2 separate regions of the Sus scrofa genome follow, and region 2 is linked to region 1. The links are chromatin contacts, called in public HiChIP or PLAC-seq maps. All regions are on one chromosome and are shown on one strand. The core of a region is the stretch at or near the end of the contact, and the rest is flanking DNA. Distances in the headings are between cores, read along the strand shown.

Region 1 (7,769 bases), core at 3,198-5,697:
TTCGCCTGCCTCGACATGGTGCCGGCCGCCTACCCCGCCTCGCCACAGACCCACCCGGCGACCCCTCCTAAAACCTCTGGACCCAGTTAGCGACCCCACAGCGTCGGGGATTGACGGGTGCCGCCTCACCGCGCCTGCGCGCCTGCCGCGGGGCACCACGGGAGTCGTGGTCTGGCCGACGAGGGTAATTCCCGCCCAATAAACGTCGGACTACAACACCCAACAGCCTCATTGGCGCCACCGCGTAGCTGGACTATAACTCCCAGAGTGCCCCGTGCTCAGCGGACTCCTGGAGCCTGGCTCCCCATGGGCTGCAGTATGGCCACTAGGTGGCGTTAGCAGTTTGCGGTAATCTTGTATCGTCCACACTTCCCCTTCCTGCCCCCCCAACCCCCACTCAGAGATGCTCCGCAAATTCCTCTCTCGCTGGGGTTGGTCTTGGAAAGTCCCTCTTTCAAACTAGCTTCTTCCGCTGTTGCTGCAATTCAGAGCTAGAAGCTCCCAGGATGTCCCAGAAGACTGGCTATGGCTCATACACAAATCTGGCTTCTTCACAACAATATTTAATGACCACCTACTACGTGCCAACGGCTTTCTCTTCAAATTGCCATCTGTCCCCAGACCCCAAACGCAGCTAAGCATCTGCATCTTAACCACTGTGGCCTCCTGATGAAACATCCAGTCTGATAAAGTTCAGGTCATTTTCTCCCCCTCCCTCCCCTGTAACAACTACAGTCTGGTTCCAGGAAAAAAAAAAAAAGATCACCAGCGTTGGTAGCAGCCAGTCCTGGATTTTAATCCCAGCTTTGCCATTTTAGGCAAGTTGCTGGATCTCTCTCAGTTGTTGTGAAGATTGGTGAGACATGTATGCAGAGCACTTGGCACAAAGTAACTGTGCATTCCCTTTCTTCCAGCCACTCTCTAAAAACACAGCCCAGCAAACAGGCCCCAGAAATACCAAGGGAATGTGCTGGCCACACCCTCACCCATCACCAAGGCAAGTCCTGCAGTCCCAGACCATATAGCCCTTTGGTTTCACCTCCAGCCATCCCTCCCTGACTGGTCAATTCTGACAGAACTGGGCTGGGAGTCCAAGGAGCACCCTCTCCTCACTTAGGCCTGGTGGTCTGGCTCTGAGGCAGCTGCATTTTGCTGCTAGCCTTCACCATGATAACCAGCCTGCCCAGGCATGGCCAGCCTGGCTGGGGAAGGCTGGGGGGCCCGGCTGCTCAGCCTGAAAGACAGTACCCAGGATTCCCTCAGTCTCTCCCCCAGGGTGCAGGACTAACCATTATTACACTCTTCTCCCCGTGGCACAGACATTCTGGGGCCTCCCTAGAGGTAGTGACCTGTGACTCTCCTTCCTGTGTCAGTGCCTTGGCCAAGGGTTCTAGGAAGGAACACGATGGTCAGCTGGAGGTGGGGGTGGGGACGCTGGGGTGGGCTAGCCCCTGGAGGCCAGCAAAACTAGAGAAGAACCTCCTGCATTCCCAGGAGAGAGGACAGCTGAGGTGAAAGCTGCAGTTGGCTGGCCTGTCTGTCGGTCTGGGCTCCTCCCTGCCGGCTGCCCTTGGCTGCCCACAGAAACCTGAGTCACAGTCACGGCCTGCGGCCCGACCCCACCCAGCCTGCTGTCAGGCAGGGCGGTTCTGGAGGGACTGGAGGCGGAGCCTCTCCCTGCCCATCTTGCAACCTCTGAGATTCTTCCCCTCTCTGCTTGCAATTCCTCCTTTTGGCGACTTTTCCTTTGGGACGCCTCCTTGAAGAGTCACCAGTCTTGAATTAAGAGTGGGGGTGGGGTCTATCTCAGGCTAATCTCTAGGGTATCCTCCTGGCTCCTTAGCAACTTCACCAAGGGCTCTCATTCACAAATGCCAATCCTTCTCTAGCAACCCTGCAGCCAGAACTCTTTAGAAGACCAGGCATCCCCTCCCTACCCTCCTTGGCGGAAAAAAATGCAGCGGGCGTAACTTCCCATCCTTTAACAGGGACTCTAGACAAGGACACCCCCCCTCCGCCCCCGCCAACCCAAAGGCTTCAACCTATTTCGTCCTGGATAGTTCCTCCCCCTCCAATTCCTGTCTGTTACTTCCCCTCTGCAAGAACTGGACGGAGGGAGCACACACTGCAGCTGGTGTCTACGGCCGCCCTTGAGGGCATTCCCCACCCCCAGCCCCAGGGAAGGGGCCGTGGAGGAGAGGGCTCTCCAGCCAAGTGGTCTGGGTTAGAGACCCCCTTCTTGCTGCAGCACCCTGGGGGAGTTGAGAGTGCAAATCTCTCCCTGCCCCCACCATGAGGCCCCTCCTACTTCCTACTTTGTGGGTGTGGAGACAGCCTCCAGGGCCTTGGTCCCAATTGATACCTCTTTGTCAAACCTCCCAGTGGTTTCCTTCACTGCCAGCTTCATCCTGGACCCTGTCCCACCAAACCTAGGAGGTTATAAACACTCTTACACCTGTTCTCCCCCTGGTGGGATCAGGAAAGGGATGTATTTCTGAACCCCATTCAGCGACCTGCCCCCCAGCCCAGCTGCTCCAGCCCAGACTGACGACTCCAAGCCTGTTTCTGTGGAAGGGGAGGAGAACTGCCCCAGGCAGAAGGGGAGGCACAGGAAGGTGACAGCTCCTCACCGTTTACCTTAGAGGGCAGGGCATCCTGCTGGGGCCTCAGCCCATGATGTTGCAAGTGCTCCCCTTCTCCTTCTCTGGGATGTGTAATGTTTGGGGAACACGATCACTCAGCCCCAACCTCAGAGACACCCACTCTAAGCCCTGTCAGTTGCTGTGGCCTGGGGTCCACCAAGGATCCCGATCAGTTAGGAGGCAGATGGCAAGGAGTCCACTCCGACTGTCTGGTCTTACTGCAGCACTCACAGGACACGGGTGCTCTCCTGGCTCCCCTCAGTCATCCTCCCAGGACTCGATGCTGCCGACCCATCGGATGCATCCATCGGACGGACGTGTAGGAAGCCTTCTGAGGCTGGCCAGAGAATGTCAAGTTGCCTAACTCCCACCGCTAGCATCCTGTGAGGAGGTACAGGTGCCTCAGTCTAAGGAAGGGCTCCTCAACGTTGGCACCACTGACATTTGGGGCCTGATGGGTCTTTGTTCTGGGGGTGGTCCCGTGCCTTGCAGAATGTTAACAACCCTGGTGACTAAGTACTAGATACCAGTAACACCCCTAGTTACGACAACCACAAATGCCTCTAAATATTGCCAAATGTCCCTGGGGAGCAAAACTGCCTCTAGTTAAGAACCACTGAGTAGGCTAATACCCTACACTGTCTCTTTGCGGGAGCTCCTCAAAGTCAATCCCCCACCATTAGACACAATGGAGGATTTCCAGTTCTAAAGCCAATCCTTCCCCTTCCGAAGAACCTTCAGCAGCTCCCCAAGACCTCCACTGTATAGATCATGATGCCAATTGGCATTCAAATCCTCCTACATAGGCCATCCCTGGCCTATCCTTTCATTTTCAGCCATCCTTCCCCCCTCCGCTGCCCTGGAGCTCTAGCTAATGAGGGTACCTCACTATTCTCACCTATATATGTCTTTGTCCCTGCAACAGTCTCAAGATTGTGTATGGGGGTGAGGGAGAACCATCCCGGAAGGCCCTTCCCCTGTTGGATTCTGTTCCTGAATTCTGAGTCTAGTCACTGCCTGGGTCGGGGTGGGCAGGTTCAGCTCTGGAAGATGCAGGCCCTGAGGCCTCTGACCTCCCAAAGGTCAGTCCTGGGCTCCCTCATCCACAGGGTGACCTCACAAAGGACAGTCCTGGGCTCCATCATCCCCCTGGGGATCTTTATTGTCAGATAGGATGGCTGGCAATAAAGATGGGGGATCTGCTTCTCATCTTAATGCACTTGTATTTTTGAAGCTCATCATCATCACCACCCTTATTTATTCCTATACGCCAGGCTCAGTACTAAGCACTTCATCTGCGTTGCCTTAATCACCTTTACATCGACCCCATGTTCCCTCAATATAATTATCTTCCTGATTTTATGTGAGCAAACTGGGTTTCAGAAAAGTTAAGACAGTAGCTTAAGATGACCAGCTCTAGTTGCAGGCTTTCTATCATTATCCTTTGCTAATGTTTTCGGACTGGGGAAGGTAGTATTTTCCCTCCAGGGCCCTCCCAAGAAGGGTCGGGCCCCCAACTACTCATTCCTCCCAGGACAGTCAGCTCCCAGGTGGCCTGAGACTCAGACTCTTTTGTTCCCAACCCTCCGCCTTGAAATGGCTGCTCTCTGGAGCTGCTCAAAGGAGGCACTGGCGGGAAAGGGGAGGGGGACAGAGGACAGCATATCGCTGGGCCTAATCTTTGGGCAACGGAGAACCAGACAACTGACCTTCTGGAGGTCAGGACAAAGGGCAGGGATGGGGTGGCCAGGGCCCAGCTGCGCCTCCTCCTTCCTCCCCTCTGTCAATCCCTGCAGCACCATCATCGATCCACCTTCCCAGCAAGCTCCCAGCTCTCTGCTCAAGCTGGGCCTGACTCGGCTTGAGGCCCCACCTCAGCTGGCACTAGCAAGGGGATTGGGGGATCGATTCCCCAGGCCTGGGAAATAGGACTACTTTGGGGGAGGGGAGTCAGAAGGGACTTATTGCCTCCTTCCACAGGACACAGGGGAGAAAAATCCTTTCGGAGAACCTGGAGGGGTCCTCTGATGGGGCTGGGGGTGGTTCAGAGCCTGGACCACCCAGTTTGGAGCCGGGAGAGACCCAGAAGATTAGAGACTTGGGTAAAGCAGTGGTGCAGGTCTGTAATTACCCCAGAGGAGCAGGGAAGACACCAACTGTGGGATGATGGAGGAAGGGCAGGCGTAAAGGTTCCCGGGCCTCTCCCCACCCCAGCCATCACCGGGGGAGAGAAAGCATAGCCCTTTTAGGGAGCTTCTTGTGACCCTCCTTCAGGTCTCCCCACGTTCCCAGGTGAATTTATTGGAGGTGGGCTTGGGAGAGAATGTAGACTGGAAGCTGCCGCTGAGATCCCCAGAACCGGAGCTCCCAGGCTCCAGGGTGGGATTGGGGGTTCCCATCCCGGCTCCCCCCTACTCCCCTCAGTCCCAGCGGCGGGTGAGTCACCAAAGCGCTCCCTACATAGTCGGCTCACGCTGCGGCGCATACCAACGCGCGGCCGCGGGGGAGGCAGCTGGACGGGCGTTCTCCGGGTGTCGTGGCGTCCCCTCCACCGCAGCCCGCATTAGAGGCGTCCCCAGGCTCGAGGTCCCGCGCCCCAGGACGGGGGCGGGGCGCGCGCGCGGCCGCTCAGTGCTCCGGCGCTGCGGGGGCGGCTCTCCCCGCGTCGCACTTGGTACGCGCCGGCGGGGAGGCCAGGCCCAGCCCGGGCGGTACAATAGGGTTGGGCCGCGGCCGGGACTGGGCCGGCGACTGGCAAGGAGCAGAATCGCGGCCGGAGCCGGCAGACACTGGGCGGCCGGCGAGTCCGAGCCCGCAGGCCACCAGCCGAGTCAGCCTCGACCTTCTCCGGAGCTCCCTCCACCTCCGAATCGTTGCCCGCCGGGCCGGGCCGGGCGTGATGCGCCGCGGGACCCCTATCTTGGCCGCCGGCCGCCGCCGCCGTCGCCGCTGAGACCCCCGAGATACCCCCCCAGCCGTAACGCCGCAGCCATGGAGAGCGGCTCGCGTTCGGAGCCGGGTGCCGGCGCACCCCCAGGTATGCCAGAGGATAGATGGGAGAGGGGCATCTAGGGGCCTCGGGAAGGCCGAGGATGAGGCCGGCCCGCTCAGCGGGGACCCCTCCCTCGCCGCGCCCTCTGACCACTTGGAAGTTTAAAAATAAAGGCTGTGGCGGCGTCGGCGGCTCTGGGCCACAGACGCATCTTCTGACAGCTGCCCCCTCCCCCACCCCGGGCGCTGGGAAGGCCTGAGCGGCGGGGTCCGCCGGGACCCTGCTGTGGAGTTGCTGGTGACCCTTCTGCCCCCGTCCAGTGTCACCTCAGCTTCCCTGCCTCTACCCACCTTCCCAGTCCACCCCAGGCCTTGAAGATCTTCTTCTCCCGAGTGGGGCGTCTGTCCCCCTCCCCATCCCTGATGGGCACGTGTGACCCCTGCCTGGATGTGTGTGTCGGGGGTCCAGATTTTCAGGCCGGAAGCCTTGCATACCGAAGCCTAGGCCCTGGCGCCCCCCACGCCCAGGCCCTGGCCCAGACCTCGCCCCCACCCCATCCCTCCAGCTGCCGCGCAAAGGGCCTGTTGCTGCAGAGGGCTGGCCGGGAGGGGAGGCGAGGGGGAGGTCTCTAGCGGCGGCTGCCAAGTAACCCGCCGGATAAAGGCGAGGGGGAGGGGGAAGCGGCATTGTTTGGGGCGAGGGCGGGAGCTGGGGAGTGGGCTGATTCCCCTGCAGCCTGGCCTACTCTGGAGCCCACCCAGTCCGATTTGGGGAGGAGGGGGCCAGAAGTAAATCTGTCCATCCTGTCGTCCTCCTTTTCAGCCTCTCTGGGTCTGAGGCTTTCCCTGGAGAATGTACGAGGCCGGCACTCCAGGGACCTGCCACATCATTCCTCAGCCTGAGGCCTCAGATACCTACCTTCTTTTGACACACACACACACACACACACACACACACACACACACTCCCCCCCCCCCCCCCTTCAAAGCTCTCCTCTCTCCTCCCCTCACCCCACCAACCACCAGTGCCGGGACTTCTGCAAATCCCATTCGGATCTGGGAGCAGCTGATGAGGGGGTGGGGACAGGTTTCTGGTTGGGCCTGGGGTTGGAGGGAGGGATTTCTCTTTCTCTTTCTTCCTGGAAAGGGAGGGAAGAGCATGATTACTGAGGACCCGAGTTCTGTTCCCACTGACTCAGGGGGGAGGTGGCCCCAACCCCACACCTCCAGAGAGTCCTAGAGCCTAATCCCTGTCACCTCCCTGCCCCCTGGGGTGTAGGCCCAGGATGAAACAGTGTCTATGGGTGCGGAGAGCCCAGGACAAGGTGGAGCCGCTTGGCTGTGGGTGGGCTCCTCCCCATGCCAGTGTGGGTGCTTCAGGGGGACCCTGTGGGTATGGGAGCTGACGGACGCAGAGGGGAGCTTATCAGACTGGTGTAGTTTGGGAGGTTTGGAGGCTGTGCTGGAACAATGGCACTTGGGTCTGTTTTGGCCCTGCTGAGCCTGAGAGGGGACATTCAGGGAGGCCTAGCCTGGGCCCCTTCCATCTGCTTTTTGGCCCTCTGCAGCTGAGGGTCCCTGGCACTGTGTGTACATCGGGGCCCGAATGGAGGTGATTACTGGGCCATAGATGACGGCTGGGGTAGGTGGCTGGTCTACAAGTAGGGCATATAAGTCGGATATTGGGGCTGAATATGAGGGCACGGGTGGAATACTTGAGGGGCCTGGGTGGGTCCTGCATACGGGGTCCTGGATTGGGCGGACTCTTCTATACACAGGGGCCAGAATGGACTTACGTGAGAATCTGGGTCAGATGGTGGCCGTCCCTATACAGAAGTCGAAGGTGACAAGGGGCCCTATGAGTCAAGGGCTTCCTGGGAGTAAAGACAGTATCCCTTGTATGTGCCCTGTGAGAGTGGGGGGCATGGGTCTGAGACGCTGAGCACACATGACAGGATCCTTGCTCTCTTTGAGTTCCCTTTGCATGGAGCGTTAACAGGAGGCCGCATGGAGTCGGGGATGAGTGTGGACTGGAGCAAGTGACTTACCTTCTCCGGCCACAGTTTCTACAAGGAGCATTTTGGGTTAATGTGAGGGTTAGAGATGATGGAGCTACAGGAGTCTGGCACACAGAAG
Region 2 (7,769 bases), core at 2,593-5,092, 210 kb after region 1:
AAAAGCAAACTATTTCCTTCGTATGCATTTCCATTCGGGATAAGCCCACACCACATATGGATGGAGGTATGTGTGGAGACCTACAGACGCCCAGGGGCTCTGCGAGGGGCCGGCCAGAATTCCCCATCATGGCCTTGCTTACTCTGCCTCTGAGGTGACAGCTCCCAGGGTGCCAGAGAGAGGAGGGCTGTCGAATCTGGGACCCCACTGTTTGAGGCAACCGCCTTTTCCACTTAGGTCAAACTCCCAAGGCAGAATACATTCCAGAGAGCTCTGGAGTTTCGTGACAACTCACAGGCCTCTCTCTGGTCTAGGTCCCCTTTGCTAGGTCCCCTGAGCAAAGCTGTCATTGAAAACTGCAACAGGAGCTCCCTCTTAACTGACACCTGGGCTTGAACCCATGGCTCTGGATGCTTTGAATGATGGTCCTAAAACCAGAAAGAAAATAGGAAAGGTCCACTTTAAAAGCCAGAATATACTTTGCTGAAAATAAGTACATGGGCGGGCCTTCCAGAGAGAGTGCTTGCTCCCTGGGGGAGAACCGCACAGTTGGTTCAGACATAAACAGGAACAAGAGGTAAAGGCTTCATCAGTAGAAAACTAGCAGCAGCATCTGGTTCCCCGGGGAGTCCAGGGTCCTCCTCCAGCAGCCTCTCCGGAGGGAGAAGGAGGTGCCTGGTCAGCACGGCTATAACTCATCCATCATGGCAAGCAAATCATCACCCTTGCTGGCGCTCCGGCTCGGCGGGTCTGTGATCTCAAACTCCCCCATGATCCGAGCCAGCTCTTCGTTCCTCTGCTGGTCCTGTGAGAGAAGGGAGAGGTGGGAGGAGGATGTGTCGCCACCACGGCCTCTTTGTGCAACGAGTAGATAATTTTAGTTCCCTGCCTGTTTGTCAGAATAGGGACTATATTACATGCTGATTAGAGAGGAGAAGGGAGGGCCTTTGGAGTTCAAGGTTATTACAAGATGACGAGGGCGACGAGATTTGACTTACGGAATCCCCTGCACTCACCTGAGTAGCTTGGATGTTGATAACTTCATAGGATAACTCTTCTGGCCTGGATAGCGCTGCTTGTCTGCCCAAGATGGTAGAGAAATGGGTCAAAGGTCAGGATTTTTTTTTTCTTTTTTGTCTTTTTAGGGCTGCATCCTCGGCATATGGAAGTTCCCAGGCTAGGGGTTGAACCAGAGCTGTAGCTGCTGGCCGACACCAGAGCCACCTCGATGAAGGATACGAGCCATGTCTGCAGCCTGTACCACAGCTCAAGGCAACCCCAGATCCTTTAACCCACTGGGCGAGGCCAGGGATCGAACCCTCATCCTCATGGATACTAGGTGGGTTCATTACTGCTGAGCCACAACGGGAACTCCCAACAACCTACTTTTTCTTTTTTTTTTTTTGGTTTTTTTCTTTTTTTGTCTTTTTGCCTTTTCTAGGGCCGATTCCGGGCCAGGGGTCTAATCGGAGTCATAGTCACCGGCCTACGCTAGAGCCACAGCAATGCGGGATCCGAGCCACGTCTGCAACCTACACCACAGCTCACGGCAACGCCAGATCCCCAACCCACTGAGCAAGGCCAGGGATCGAACCCACAACCTCATGGTTCTTAATCGGATTCGTTAACCACTGTGCCACGATGGGAACTCCCAACCTACTTTTTCTGATTCACCTTCTGCTCTTTCCCTTCAGCTTCCTACCCTATCCGCATCCAACAAATGCACCCAGGAAGTCAAGTCCTTTTTTGCCTCTGTGCCTTTGCACATACTAAACTCTGCCAAGAATGTTTTTCCCCTTCCTCTGCTTGGCAAACTCCAAGACCCAGCTCAGTTGCCAACTCCTTCAATCCACCGGTGCAAAGTCAGCTGCCGCGTCCTCCATTAGAGAATGCATGACATGGCACCAGAATGACCTGTGCACCTGTTCATGTTTCTATGACGCTAAGGACAGACTCCAGGTCTTATGCTCCATTTTTGGGTCCCCACACTTACCACAGTACCTATCACCTCAATGGAGACGGAAATAGAAAGAACACCCACCTCAAACATATTTGGTTCTGAGGAGGGTCACAAGACATAATGAATGCCAAAGTGCTCTGTAAACTGTAAAGCACTGTACAAGTCTTGGTGAATGACTACTGCTGTTGGTTTGGGGGAGACTGTCTAATCCCAAAGACATCATGCTTTGACCTCCTTCTGCTCTTTCTTTCTTTCTTTCTTTCTTTCCTTCCTTCTTTCCTTCCTTCCTTCCTTCCTTCTTCCTTCCTTCCTTCCTTTCTTCCTTTCTTTCTTTTTTTGTTTCCCAGCAGCATATGGAGTTCCCAGGCCAGGGATCAGATCTGAGCTGGATGTGCAATTTATACCACAGCTGTGGCAACTCAGGATCCTCTAACCCACTGTGCTGTACTGGGCTGGGGATCAAACCTATGTCCTGGCACTGCAGAGATGCTGCCGTTCCCGTTGTGCCACAGCAGGAACTCCACCCTCTAGTTTCTTAACAGTCTTTTCTTTTTCTTTGGGCCGCACCCGTGGCACATGGAGATTCCCAGGCTAGGAGTCAAATTGGAGCTGTAGCCGCTGGCCTACACCACAGCGACAGCAACGCCAGATCTGAGCTGAATCTGCAATCTTCACCACAGCTCGCAGCAATGCCAGATCCTTAACCCACGGAGTGAGGCCAGGGATCGAACCTGTGTCCTCACGGATGTTAGTCAGATTTGTTTCTGCTGAACCGCAATGGGAACTCCTCAACAGTCTTTTCTTCATATGATTATCTGGACTTCCAGTTCTCTTGCTGAACTGTGCTTTGCTCAATAAAACATTAGAACTATTTTTGGAAGGTCTCCAGAAGGTTCAGGCTATTGAATACCACTGGATTCTTCTTTAACTAAGTTATTGAATTGGCCGGTATTTGGTTTGTGATCTTTATGTCTATGAGTGTTACTGGTTTACAATGGTTATTAATTACTGTTTTTTTAAAGGCCACACCTGCGGCATATGGAGGTTCCCAGGCTAGGGGTTAAATTGAAGCTGCAGCTGCTGGCCTACGCCACAGCCACAGCAACGCCAGATCCTTAACCCAGTGAGTGAGGCCAGCGATCAAAGCAGCATCCTCATGGATACTAGTCGAGTTCTTTACTGCTGAGCCGTGGTGGGAACGCCACACAATGGTTATTTTTTGATTCTTATCACACTGAGGATTTTTGCATATGTCTTTAAAGAAACAGGTTTGACACATACTCCTCCTCTTCATCAGTGGTGAAGAGATTCAACCGGAATCCTGACTCAGGGCCACAGGGTTTCTTAATTTCCATCCCTCCCATCAGCCTGGCCAAGAGATTCAGCTCTTCTTTAGCAAGAGGGTTTGGAGCAGTGTATTCCTGCAGAAACAATTTCATGATTTTTAGCCACACGAAGGGGATCACATTTCCTGCTGAGAACCCAGAGACCCAGGGTGGAATTACAGAACAGGGCAAAACAATAACTGTTTCAATGATTTCTGGGAAGAACTGGGCCCAAATGAAGCAGAGAAAACAGGCTTAACCAAAAAAGAAATAATCCATGCCAGAAGCAGAGGGACGCTAGCAAAGCGACAGATCAGAGAGTTGCACTCTTTCAAGATGGGCGGAAGGCCCCAGGGACCCCCATTCTCCTCAAAACAGAAACAGAAAGAATCAAACAAAAAACAGCTTTCCTCCCTGAAGGAGAAGCAAGCTGCTTCCTCTTCAGGCCTTCTAGTTCCCCCAGCCTTTGTAAGCCGCCTGGGTGAAGGCTCCAGGTCCAAGGACCTACCACACTGCCCTCAGGTGGTGATCCATGAAAACACACCCCCGAAATCCTTTCCTGCCTGTGGCTCCCTCCCTCAACTCCTGCGCCCCCTGCAGGCTTCACGCCTCCTCACAACTGGCGCTCTCTAAACCAGCCTTCCCCAGCTTTGCCTCTTCCATCACTCTGCTGCCAGCCGAACTACGGTTCTCATCTCACTTCTTCCTTGCTTGAGACACATGCCACCGCCTCCTGCCTGAAGGATAGAATCCATATTGTTTAAGCCCTTTCTGAAACAGGGCCCCACGGCTCTGACCAGTTGAATCTCTGGCCGCTGCCTCTATTGTGTTAGGATCTAGCCACGTGGGTGGGGCGCTGCCTCCCCGCCTCCCCCAGACACTATGCCCCCAGGAGCCTTTACTGGTACTGGCTTTCTATGCTGACTTATCCTCCTTCACCTCCTCGGAAAATCTTTCTTGTTCCCTGTCCCCTGCTCCTACTCCCCTGGACAAGACACAGCACTGACACATGCTCTGACACAGCACTTTACTCAGAATGCCCAGTGAGCTTTTCTTTTCTTTTTCTTTAGGGCCAAACCTGCGGCATATGGAAGTTCCCAGGCTAGGAGTCAAATCCGAGCTGCAGCTGCCAGCCTACGCCACAGCCACAGAACTCGACACGTCTTTGACCTACGACCTACATGACACTGTGTCTTCCACCTACAACACTGCTCAGGATGCTGGATTCCTAACCCACTGAGCAGGGCCAGAGATCACACTTGCGTCCTCTTGGATAGCAGTTGGGTTGGTTGCCGCTGAGTCCCAAGAGGAACTCCTCCAGCAAGCTTTTCTTCTGCCATGTTATAGTTATTTGTTCTTATTGCGGCTTTTCCCAGAGGACTATGAGCCACTTCAGGATGACACCACATCTAAACCGGCTCTGTGCCTGGGTACCTTGCCCACAGAAGTTTGCTGAATAACTGAATATTCCGGGATCAAACCCACGCCATAGCCGTGACAACGCCACATAGTGACAACGCTAGATCCTTAACCGGCTGAGCCACCAGGGAAGTCCGCAAAACCGTATTTTGAACTTAGCTTCTACATCAGTATTCAAGGAAGCATCGAAAAGGGGAGTTTTGATGATCAGAATACCCATAAGGGCTGAACCCAGCAACCGAGGGCCTTGTAACACTGGCACCATGCTGTGTCACATGTCCTGGTGTGTGGTTCCTGTTTAATTATGGTGGTGGAGCCAAGCCTAAAATTACCTAATTAGTCAGATCGCTGGAAGTCTCCATGAGGAGCCGTAATTAACAACCTGTGTACTGGTAAGGCGGAATGGAGACGCTTGCAAACAATGAGGATAATGTTGACCAGCTCTGAAATCTAGAGTTCCCACCCTTCTCCCCGTCCAGATTTCTGTATCTAGAAATAAACTTGGAAGACACATAAGGGAGGCAGAAGCTTACTTGCGTCCGTGCAGCTGCGTTCTTCGATGCTCCGGACATATGGGTTTCCACGGGCCGGTTCACACTGTACCTGGTGGCAACAGAAAACCATGAAAACGTTGTCCCTTTTTACCAGGATTTCCTTCTCACATGTAAACAGAGTGCATAGCTTTTCTGCTGAGGCATTAAAAAGCATCCAGAAAGGGGCTGGGAATACAGAATACAACTAAGTGGGTGTCAACCACTCAAATTTCGATTCTTCCCAAATCATAACACTGGGACGCTCTGTGGAAATGCTTCCTCTTACAAAGCAATGTGTATCGCTGAAAAAAATGTGATCGGAGGAGTTCTGCTGTGGCTCAGTGGTAACAAACCCGACTGATATCCATGAGGATGTGGGTTCGATCTCTGGCCTTGCTCAGTAGGTTAAGGATCTGGCATTGCTGTGGCTGCGGTGTAGGCTGGCAGCTACCATTCTGATTCAATCCCTAGTTTATGCTACGTGTGCAGCCTGAAAAAGACAAAAAAATAAAATAAAAAAAATAGAAAGCGATCCATACATGAAGGCCAAACCCTTTTGGATCTCCCTTGCAACAAAGATTTCGGTTAGTTCTCTTGCATGGATATTTAAAATTATTCATTGCTACTCAGCCAAGAACAAAATAACGCCATTTGCGGCAACATGGATGGAACTAGAGCCTCTCATACTATGTGAGGTAAGTTAGGAAGAGAAAGGCAAACATACCATAAGAAATCACTTATATCTGGAATCTAATATATGGCACAAACAAACCTTTCCACAGAAAAGAAACTCATGGACTTGGAGAAGAGACTTGTGGTTGCCAAGGGGGAGGGGGAGGGGGAGGGAGTGGGATGGACTATGGGTCTGGGGTTAAAAGATGCAAACTTGCATTTGGAATGGATAAGCAATGAGATCCTGCTGTATAGCACAGGGGACTATATCTAGTCACTTGTGATGGAGCATGATGGAGGATAATGTGAGAAAAAGAATGTATATGTGCGTGTGTGTGTGACTGCATCACTTTGCTGTACAGGAGAACATTGACAGAACACTGTAAACCAACTATAATGGAAAAAATAAAAATCATTAAAAATAATAAAAAAATAAAATTATCTTTTTTTTCTTTTCTTTTTCTTTCTTTTTTTTTTTTAAGGCCACACCTGCAGTATATGGCCCAGGCTAGAGGTCAGATTCATAAAGGTCAGGTTCAAAGGGAACTCCTCTTTTCTTTTTTTTTTTTTTTAAATAAGATGCACATAGTTTATTTTTTTATTTTTATTTTTTTGTCTTTTTAGGGTCGCACCTGTGGCATATGGAGGTTCCCAGGCTAGGGGTCCAATTGGAGCTACAGCTGCTGGCCTACGCCACAGCCACAGCAATGCCAGATCCAAGCCGTGTCTGCGACCTATACCACAGCTCACGGCAATGCTGGATTCTTAACCCACTGAGCGAGGCCAGGGATCGAACCGTCAACTTCATGGTTCCTAGTCGGATTTGTTTCCACTGCGCCATGATGGGAACTCCCCAAGCTGGTTGTTTAAATGAGAGACTCGAATTCATTTGGGGAGGGAGAATTTGCTTACATGTTAGTTCCCAGTTTCAGGACTCGGTCTCCATAAAGTTCAAAAGACCCTTCTTTGGGGGCAGCAACATAGCTTCCACCGTGCTTGAATTCTGCCTTCCTCACTTCTTCGCCTTTGTGGTTGAACATTCTACAATATAAAATAAGATGTGACGACATGTTCTCCAAGCTGGGGGAGTCCCAGAGGCTTCTTTATTCTCTGTACTATGCACTGCTTCAAGATAAAGATGCTGCTTGAGGTAATGCTAGTAACACAATAATAATAATAAAATTTATTGAATACATGGTATGTGCTGGGTGCTGGGTAGCACTTTAGAGCATTATTGTCTTATGCATCCTCACAGTAATCATCCAGTAGATAAGGAAATACTTCCTAGAGAAATGGGTGGTTTGCTTCAAGTGTCTGCCAAGTGACAAGCTGGGTTTGAACCTTACCTCTGTCTGCACTGCTGTGCTTAACTGGACAAAGGGAGGGGCCCCAGCCGGGCTGCATTCTATGAGGGGGCCCACATATCGTTTCCTGGGACCCCAAGCATTGCTCTGACAATGACTGTTGAGAATTCACCTGATGAGTCCGGGAACTTCAGTTCCCCAGGGGACAGGCCCAGACACTGGCAATACAAAGCGACCATTAGAATTCTGAACTTTGTCCTTTAGAAATATGGATACCTGGAAAAAAATATAGTATTGTCATTTTTCTTGGTATAGTTTCATAGACATAAGCGGTCTCAGGAGGGAGAATGTGTAGTGGCTACTTGGTGAGTTTAAACAATAAGAGAGAGAAACTCACTATAATTCTAACACCTGCAGAGTTAGAGCGTTTTTTACAAAAGAACGTCTTTGGAGCCGCACAGGAAATCTTTCAGGTGAGCCGTGCTGCCCCTGCTTTAAAGATGTGCAGCCTGAGGGCCCCAGACTGAAGTGACTTGTCCAAAGAGAAAGGACCAGG

What was found. HiChIP or PLAC-seq counts read pairs in DNA pulled down with a chosen protein or histone mark.
Region 2: an H3K27ac HiChIP or PLAC-seq map of alveolar macrophages shows a contact between it and region 1. The contact joins the enhancer-like site here to the promoter of MAP7D1 in region 1. A contact is called at or near these places in 1 of 5 promoter capture datasets (liver), 7 of 47 Hi-C or Micro-C datasets (alveolar macrophages, embryonic fibroblasts, heart right ventricle and 4 more) and 2 of 2 datasets of contacts at active chromatin or transcription factors (alveolar macrophages and skeletal muscle).

What each region holds. Positions count from the first base shown.
Region 1 is chr6:92,293,545-92,301,313 of Sscrofa11.1, forward strand. MAP7D1 (MAP7 domain-containing protein 1) reads left to right here and starts at 4,448. Exons shown (of 18, transcript XM_021095927.1): 1 at 4,448-5,679. The coding sequence starts at 5,634. TRAPPC3 (trafficking protein particle complex subunit 3) reads right to left here and starts at 168. Exons shown (of 5, transcript XM_005665219.3): 1 at 1-168. The coding sequence starts at 17.
Region 2 is chr6:92,502,094-92,509,862 of Sscrofa11.1, forward strand. It overlaps OSCP1 (protein OSCP1), which reads right to left. Exons shown (of 11, transcript XM_021095954.1): 6 at 7,386-7,489; 7 at 6,822-6,950; 8 at 5,238-5,307; 9 at 3,242-3,381; 10 at 1,017-1,080; 11 at 1-805. The coding sequence ends at 689. Among named protein-coding and RNA genes, the nearest start is that of LSM10, 9.1 kb to the left of the region's middle. Within about 2 kb of position 3,843, at least 29 of the 83 cell types and tissues checked have an H3K27ac peak or open chromatin away from gene starts, as enhancers often do. A contact at or near this core is called in alveolar macrophages, embryonic fibroblasts, mesenteric adipose tissue and 1 more, where this site is marked.